Linked DNA regions of Drosophila melanogaster: region 2 is linked to region 1. The links are chromatin contacts, called in public HiChIP or PLAC-seq maps. All regions are on one chromosome and are shown on one strand. Each heading gives the region's core, a stretch centred on a gene start, on an enhancer-like site or on the middle of the called end of the contact. The rest is flanking DNA. Distances are from core to core; before and after follow the strand shown.

Region 1 (3,757 bases), core at 320-2,819:
TAGTATGTGGGGATGTGTGATAAAATAAATTGAGTTTTCAGCGGTAACATTTTAACACTTTTAGAATCATCTGCGGTCAACGATATAGTGGAAATTTAATAAACGTTGAATTAAAATCCATCGATTTGCAATCAAATGTCTTAATAGTTTGAGTTTATAGGTAAATAGCTTTCGACATATTAAATAAATAAATATATTAAAATTCAAAAACCTTATCAGTCGTTCTAATTTATATTCACTACTAATCTTACTTAAAGTTGGACCTATTTAACTATTCATAGTAAACCATATAAATGGCAAGTAAAGGTCAAGGAAACACATATGATTAGGGGATGGGCTGATAACTCATAAGCCTTAGTAACAACCCAAATCCAAGCAACCATTCCCAGAGGAATGCAAAAACTGTCAACATTCAGAGATGAGTATGATGGTGATTTTATAGCACACATACTAGCTGATTCCTGGACAGACAAGAAATAGAAAAAAGGACCTTACCACATGGGAATATCCTGGTGGAGTTGGTTCGGGGCCAGTCTGGGGGCGAGACTAGCCATCTCCACCAATGGTCAGAGCTCATAGAAGCATATTAAATACAATGAAGAAGTAAAGTGACAGCGGCCAATAGCAATATTAGAACTGAACATTACACAGAAGTAAAAGTTAACTATTTTGTATTTTAAATTTAAAAATCAAAATCTGTATTTGGGGCCATGGTTATATGCACATCAAGTGCGAGCGGTGTTATCCAATTGACGTAGGCCATCACATCGGTATAGACGTCCTTCTTTGACTCGGAATTACGATGGCTCAGAATGCCATATTGGTGAAATAGTGCAGACTCGTTAATTTGTTTGGTGAGTGGCCACCCAACTGCAATGGGTTGGGGGGGTAAAATGACATCGGGTCGTGGTTCACGAACTCCAAACAGGGAGAGAAACCAATTTAAAAAACGTTTCATGATGCCAGCTTTGTTCTTTTTAGGCTCTTCATTTTTTTTCTTTTCAATCTCAAAGGTAGGAGCTTTTGGTACTTTACCCACGTTTACATCAATGCATATCGGCTGTATATTTTTTTTGTATACAACACTTGTTTTCAATCTGAGCAAAGCTATATTATACTGATGGCTCTCTGAGGAATATGACCTATGTATGAGCGCCCTCGCAACATATATTTCTTCATACTGAAGTTTACTGCTGTTTTGAAGGGTTCCGTCAATCTCTCCCAAGCGAACGATGCTGTGAAGGGCAAATAATGAATACAGTATAGTGTTTGTTCTATTATTACATACAGTTCAGTTTGGTAATCTATGCAGCTCGCAGCGGTCAAGACAAACCCTATAAAATCAGCAACGTTGTTAAAAAAATTTTAATAAAATTGTATTTTAACACCTACGTTCGTTGATAAGCGTGCCAGTACACGTAATATTCGAACTTAGTTCTGGTCGAATTTTGACCAGCCATGGAGCGGGACTAAATACAGAACTTTTCCCGCAATTCTGCTCTAAAAATAATGCTGATCCCTGGTAAAACAGCAGCAGAGCAAATACCGCCAACCGGAGTGTCGCACTCATTGTCTTAAACTAAAATATACTTCCAAATAATAGCGATTAAAAGCAATCTTCAATTGAGCTGGCGCTACCCATTTCGCTTTTATGTTTGTTCTTATGAGCGATCAGAACGTTTAATTAACTGAAAGATTAAATCTACAACAAATAATTTATGCATAAATATGAGACAGTACTTAAAGAGAATTTCTTATTTCATATTTCCGTTTCATAGCGAGCTTAGGTTGAATAGGAACCAATTAAAAATGCTCAGTACTGTTCCATTAAATATTTAATATTCTTTTTTCTTGACTGGAGTACTTATATCAATCTCTAACGAGATTTGAGCTATCCAGTTAATATGAGACATAACATTTATATAAACCTCATCATAGGTTTTGTTATCACGATAGCTCAGGATTCCATATCGTACAAGTCCCTTGAAAGGACCGTTTGAGATTGTTTCAGTCCAAGGACTTCCAGTGGGTTTGGACTGCCATTTTTCTTCATTTTCTCCGAAAACATATTTACAGAATAAACCTTTTATGTTTTTACAAAAGTACCACATTTTGGGCTTTTCATTGATAATTTCAAAAGTGGTCGCCAATCCAAGGCTTTTAGGACTTTTTGTGATACACATCGGTCGAATGTGGGTCTTAAATTCCACTTCCGTTTGCAACCGAAAGATACACAAATTATTCGTATTGTTGGCCGGGAAATGTGTCATCCAAAAGTAAGCCTTTGTTACTCGGAAATTTTCGTAGCTTTTATCAAAATAGCCACTGCCCAAGCGAACAGTTCTATTTAAAAAAGGCAGATAATATTTTTTCTGGTGTTTTTTTAACTTAACAGGACTTACAGTTTTTCATTCTCTTTAAAACAACTCGCAGCTGTTAGAACATAAACTGAGAAACAATATATTGATTATTTTGTGTCTGATGAAGCATATCGCGTGTTATACTAACGATTATTTATGAGTGCTCCAGCGCAAATTACTTTAGAATCCGATAGAATTTCAGCCAGCCAGGGAGCATAGCTTGATCCATTAATCCGCTCCATGTGGTCTACGCAATCCTCCTCCAGAGTCTGGGCAGATCCCTGGTAAAACATCAAAACGATACACAGTACTATCCATCTTGCTGTGTTCATCGTTCCATGCGGCAATTCAACTGCCTGCCAACTGATTTTGAAATCGCAAGCTGAGTACTATTTTTATATGGTGTTTAAAACGACGCTTATCACGAATCTTAGCAGGAGCTTAGTCATTTTGTGTGTTTGTGGTAATTAAATTTGTATACATATTTTTGATTCGCTGAAGTCTTATCAGCTTACACTTTTCACATGCACTCCCTATCGTATATACTCGGTGGAGAATTCTCTTCGTGTGTCTCATACAAGAATCAAAATTGAACGCTGAAGGCAGCGCGTCCGCTATGAATTATGACTTTAATTTCAATTTCAGTCAGGGTCCAGCATATGTGTCGTCCCTTCGATATCCTGCCCATTCTCCCCTACCGCTCCCCTTTCCCAGTTTCCCTGGCAAACCACCTGCCAGTAAGCATTGGCCATAATTCTAAAGTCAGTGACGGATCATAAATTCGAAACTTTTCTGCGAAACGGCAGTGGCAGAAACAACCAAAAGCAACAACAATGGTTTAAGATGGGCGACCTAAGATGAATCCATGGAAACCATCGACGGTCAATGACGAAAGCATCAAACTCAAAACCCGATTGCCATCATATTGAAAATATTGAGTTCAACACTCGAGAAGGTCGGCAACTTAGGCAAACTTCGACTGCCAAATGCTCTGTTTGAACTGATTTAATTGGAAAACCGCAGATGACAAATCTGAATGATAAATACCATTTATTATTTTAATATTATACTGATGCTTACATATTAATTAAAGAAAAAAGAGCTTTTTCGTGTGGCATTAGAATAGAAAAGAATACAAAGGTATATATAAGATTGTCATTATAATCACTTTATGACATATGACAAGCCACTCAAAAAGCAAAATGCTTGATGCAAGATTTTAAGAGTCGACATCTTATTTTAAAAGCTAGTTTCTAGGACACAGTACTTTCAGTTAAATAGAGTATGGAAAAAGAGCGTTTGTCAGCAAAAGAATAACAACGACAAGCAAAGCAACTGCAAATTACACTTGAATGGAACAATGGGAAAATGGGAAATGTGGAGGCGGCGACGGTAAG
Region 2 (4,020 bases), core at 497-2,996, 320 kb after region 1:
GGTGGTGGTGCATGTGGTGCGAGTCCTCGTGATCCTTCTTGCCCGGACTGGTGGCCTCCAGGCTGCTGTGCGACGGACTCTTGTGCAGCTGCCTAATGGCCTCCTTCTTCTCGTCCTTGAAACGCTTCTGTCGCCGCAAATAGCACCCGTTCTCGAACATATTCCCCGAATCCGGATGCAGAGTCCAAAACGATCCCTTTCCTGGCTTGTCCGGCGTCCTGGGAATCTTTACGAAGCAATCGTTGAAGCTCAGCGAATGTCGAATGGAGTTCTGCCAGCGCTGCTGATTCTGCCTGTAGAACGGAAACAGATCCATGATGAACTGATAGATCTCCGAGAGCGTCAACATTCTGGTGGGGTTATTCTGAATGGCCATGGTGATCAGTGAGATGTAGCTGTATGGCGGCTTGGCATGCGTGTAGCTCCTTCTGTACGTAGTTGGTTTGTCCACCCGCGATCTGCCTAGGGAATTCGGCGATCCCGTCTCCATTTCCCGGGATCCCGGCGGCATGGCGCCATAGGTGCCGCTCAATCCCGCCGCCGACATACTCGCTGCCGACATGGCCATGCAGCCACCCATGTTCCCGAGCGGTGATCCCATGCTGGCGTAGCTCATCGAGCTGGGGGTCATGCAGTTGCCGCCCATTGAGTTCATGGCCGCCGCACCCATGCTGCCGTTCATGCTGGCATTCATGCTGGCGCTCATACTGGCACTCATGCTGGCGCTCATGCTGGCGACCGCCGCCGCCGAGTCCAGGACGCTGGAGCTGAATGTGGCCGCCGCCTGAGGGGAAACCGATGACATGCCACCCACCGGCAGGCCCATGCTGTTCATTGTGTAGGCGGATCGAGCCAGGGGACTCATGCTGCCGCCGTTGCTCGTCGGATTCGGGTTGTTATTGCTGGGCGGTGGGGGCCCACCGCCTCCTCCTCCGCCGCCGCCTCCACCGCCGCCCGACGGAGGACCACCGCCACCCGAGCTGGCCATGCTCACCGGAGCACTGCTCGGAGGCGGCTCCGCGTAGAGCTTCTGCATGATGTCAATGGTGGTCTGGTGGGGGCTACCCTTCAGAAAGCTGTTCAATAGTTGCGCCGTTATGTTGCCGGCTTTCGGAGGCGCTGCCCTCTGGTGGATCGATGGAAAAGGCAACGCGTTCTGCAACGCGTTAGTTAAAACGAAAATCAAAAAGGAGGTCTTTAAAACGTGGCTTTACTCTGATATATTGTATATCAACTGTGATTTCAGTGCACTATCACTGCTTCAATCGGTTTGCATATATCTGGCATTTTATCGAGAGCACTTCGGCACTTGTCACTTGTTGGCTGGAAGGTTCTGATTCCGTTTGCGATTCTGATTCTGATTCTAAGCTTTGTTTGTAAACACACACCGTGGTTTAATTATTTGTGCGGGATAATCATATAAAATATATATTTATTTTCTGTTATGATTCGATTCTTTTTGTATTTTCTTTGTATTTTTGTATGGGGATTTTTGTTGTCTGCCGCACCGAGCGGCCACAAAACACCGACGCACGAACGTGAATATCTAGCTGGCTGTTGGCCACTGAAGTCTGAAGCTGGGAGTTGTGCTGTGCTGTGCTGCTGCTTTTGCTGCTGCTGCTTTTGCTTTTGCTGCTTTGGCTGATGCTGCTGTTGCCGTTGCCGCTTTAGCTGCTGGTCCGCTCGAGTGTCTCTTTGGCTTGAGCTCTTGAATGTGACTGTTTGCAGAGGGGAACGCTTGTCTACTATTTGGCTTGCGCTTGCTGCCAACAAATATTGTTCGAGCCGCGCTCAAGTGCCTCGGCCGACGTCGGCGTCGACAGCGGCGGCAGCGGCAGCAGCGACGCGCCCGGGCAGCACCAGCTCCGACTCGTTCTCGCCAATGGCCCGGCGGTATAGTGCGTCTCACCACCACCCTGGCGGAGTTACCAATGACAGGCGGCGGTTCTCTTACGTACACAGTGGTGCTGCGGCGCAAGCGCATTGGTCGGTTGGCCTCTTGTATCAACAGAGCAGGGCCGGTTGCCAGGCAACTGGCCATTGGGGGGGCGTGGCCAGGCCGCAGTCAGCAACGCCCTCCACTCACACACCCTCAGCGGTGCGGACAGAGATACACGGGCAGAGATACCGGATACGCATACAGCTGCAGATACATTCGCAGTGGCCTAGCCTAATGCTGAGCGACGCCATGTTACAGTTAACGATTTTCCCTAATGCGATCAATAATCGCTCGCTCTCCTTCTCGCCGTAGCGTGCTATCAGAAAATAAAAAGAAAAAATGTGGAAAAAAAACCATTAAGACGGGTTCTGGAGACCGAATCTCTGGGGAGACTGAGAATGCGACGACGCTCTGTTTTTCGAGAGAAACAAAAAGACCGAGTGTTTTGGCCTGGCCTGGCCTGGCTTGGCTTGGCTGGGTTTGGCTCCCAAACAAGACATTTAATAATATCTGTGTGTGTTTTTTCAGCCAGTTTTTTTTCGTATCCGTACCGCTTTTTCCCTTTTGAGGTTAAGGTATGCCAATGTCACTCTCATTCATTCCCATTCGCATTCGTGGCGAGGCATCGCGAGCGGCAGCAGCAAATCATCAGAACAGCGGCGCAGTTCACCTTTTTGGCAAGTCATTGCGAAAGTGACCCAGTTCTGCATCTGGCCAGCATCAGCCGCATCTCATCCGAGCATCCCACTGCATCCTACCTAAGATACCCGAAACATAAGCATCCACAGTTCATTGATAGCGCGTGCTGGCAGCTACTTCCTGGTATCCTGGCAATTTATCCACGTTTATGGTCCCGGATAAAACGCATTCTAATTTCGGGCCATAAACCATAGACGCCTTTCCTATTCCGCTTAACCCTTTCGCTTGGCCAAGTGTATCTGCGAGTGCCTGTGTGTGTGTGTCCGTGTGCGAGTGTGTGCCAATCCGTGAGAGTGTATGTGTGTGAGCCAGGCTCATTATTGCGTGTCATAAAAGGACGATTGTCTCGTTTCTCAATGAATGTTTTGCTCAATTAAGATCTACCTGAGCGGGAGGAAAAGCGGGGAATTTCCGCATTACTTTTCCATTTGTCAATGCAGCAGTTCTTTCTCCTCTCACTTTTTTGTAGCCTTCATCTAGGCGCTGAGACATTGAATTTTTGAAATTATCAATGAAATGTAATGAAACATTTCGCTTGTGGGAGAAATCACATTTTTATGATCGCCCCATTTCCGAGTAATTATAATGACTAATGACTTATGTCATATAGAGCCGTTTCCCCTTCACAAAAGCACTACTGAGTAATATTTTTATCATATTCAAGATTATCTTCAAATTGTTTGAATAATTGTTTACAATAACCATGGGTTAGATAAGATTGAGAGATAAGCGAAACTGAATCAGGAAAAAATCTTTCGCTCAACAATGGTATTCATAATATTTAACCTGTTTAACATTGTTTGGCTTGCCACTCGGATATCTATATCCCATCGTGATGATCATTAAACATCAAACACTTTCGGTGACTGAGCACATATGTACTCAAATCCTTATGTGCACTTCTAATAACCGTAATGTGCTTAAATATTTAATATTTTTATTGTATTTCACAGGCAATTCAAGTGGCTTTGGCTCATTAATGTTTGCCGTGTGGGCGTTGGGTTGGTAGGTATTTTTGTTGTTCAGAGCGCATCAAATGTGTGCTTTTTTGGCGTAGACTCTCTGCAAATAGTAATGCCAGGCAGTCCAAAAATGTGTACTTATTTACCTTTAGTCATTTATCTATTTATTTATTTGCTTTAAAAGCGCGCCACTGTAGGTCGGATTCACATGGCGATTTACATTGCGATTCGGATTCAGATTGGCTGCCTTTTTGATACAGTCGGATGTATTCGGCTCTAAGCCATGGTCAAACTTTTTAATTAGTTTCAATTGTTGGCGCCCAACGCATCCCCAAATGGTTATTTATGGAAAATATTTGCTTTACTACTTTTTTGCCGCTTTGTTTTGATTTTCGTTGATATGGCTTTAAAATGCTGCGC

What was found. HiChIP or PLAC-seq counts read pairs in DNA pulled down with a chosen protein or histone mark.
Region 2: a contact with region 1 is called in an H3K27ac HiChIP or PLAC-seq map of the Kc167 cell line, with 4 times the contacts expected there. The contact joins the promoter of fkh here to the promoter of CG43125 in region 1. A contact is called at or near these places in 1 of 107 Hi-C or Micro-C datasets (the S2 cell line) and 1 of 6 datasets of contacts at active chromatin or transcription factors (the Kc167 cell line).

The regions. Positions count from the first base shown.
Region 1 is chr3R:28,262,053-28,265,809 of dm6, forward strand. It overlaps CG43125, which reads right to left and starts at 1,570. Exons shown (of 3, transcript NM_001260415.1): 1 at 1,393-1,570; 2 at 1,289-1,334; 3 at 683-1,235. The coding sequence starts at 1,570. The coding sequence ends at 683. It overlaps CG43124, which reads right to left and starts at 2,721. Exons shown (of 3, transcript NM_001260416.2): 1 at 2,509-2,721; 2 at 2,403-2,448; 3 at 1,819-2,343. The coding sequence starts at 2,692. The coding sequence ends at 1,836.
Region 2 is chr3R:28,583,518-28,587,537 of dm6, forward strand. It overlaps fkh (fork head), which reads right to left and starts at 1,747. Exons shown (of 1, transcript NM_001300645.1): 1 at 1-1,747. The coding sequence starts at 1,036. It overlaps lncRNA:CR43126 (long non-coding RNA:CR43126), which reads left to right and starts at 2,531. Exons shown (of 1, transcript NR_048504.2): 1 at 2,531-4,020.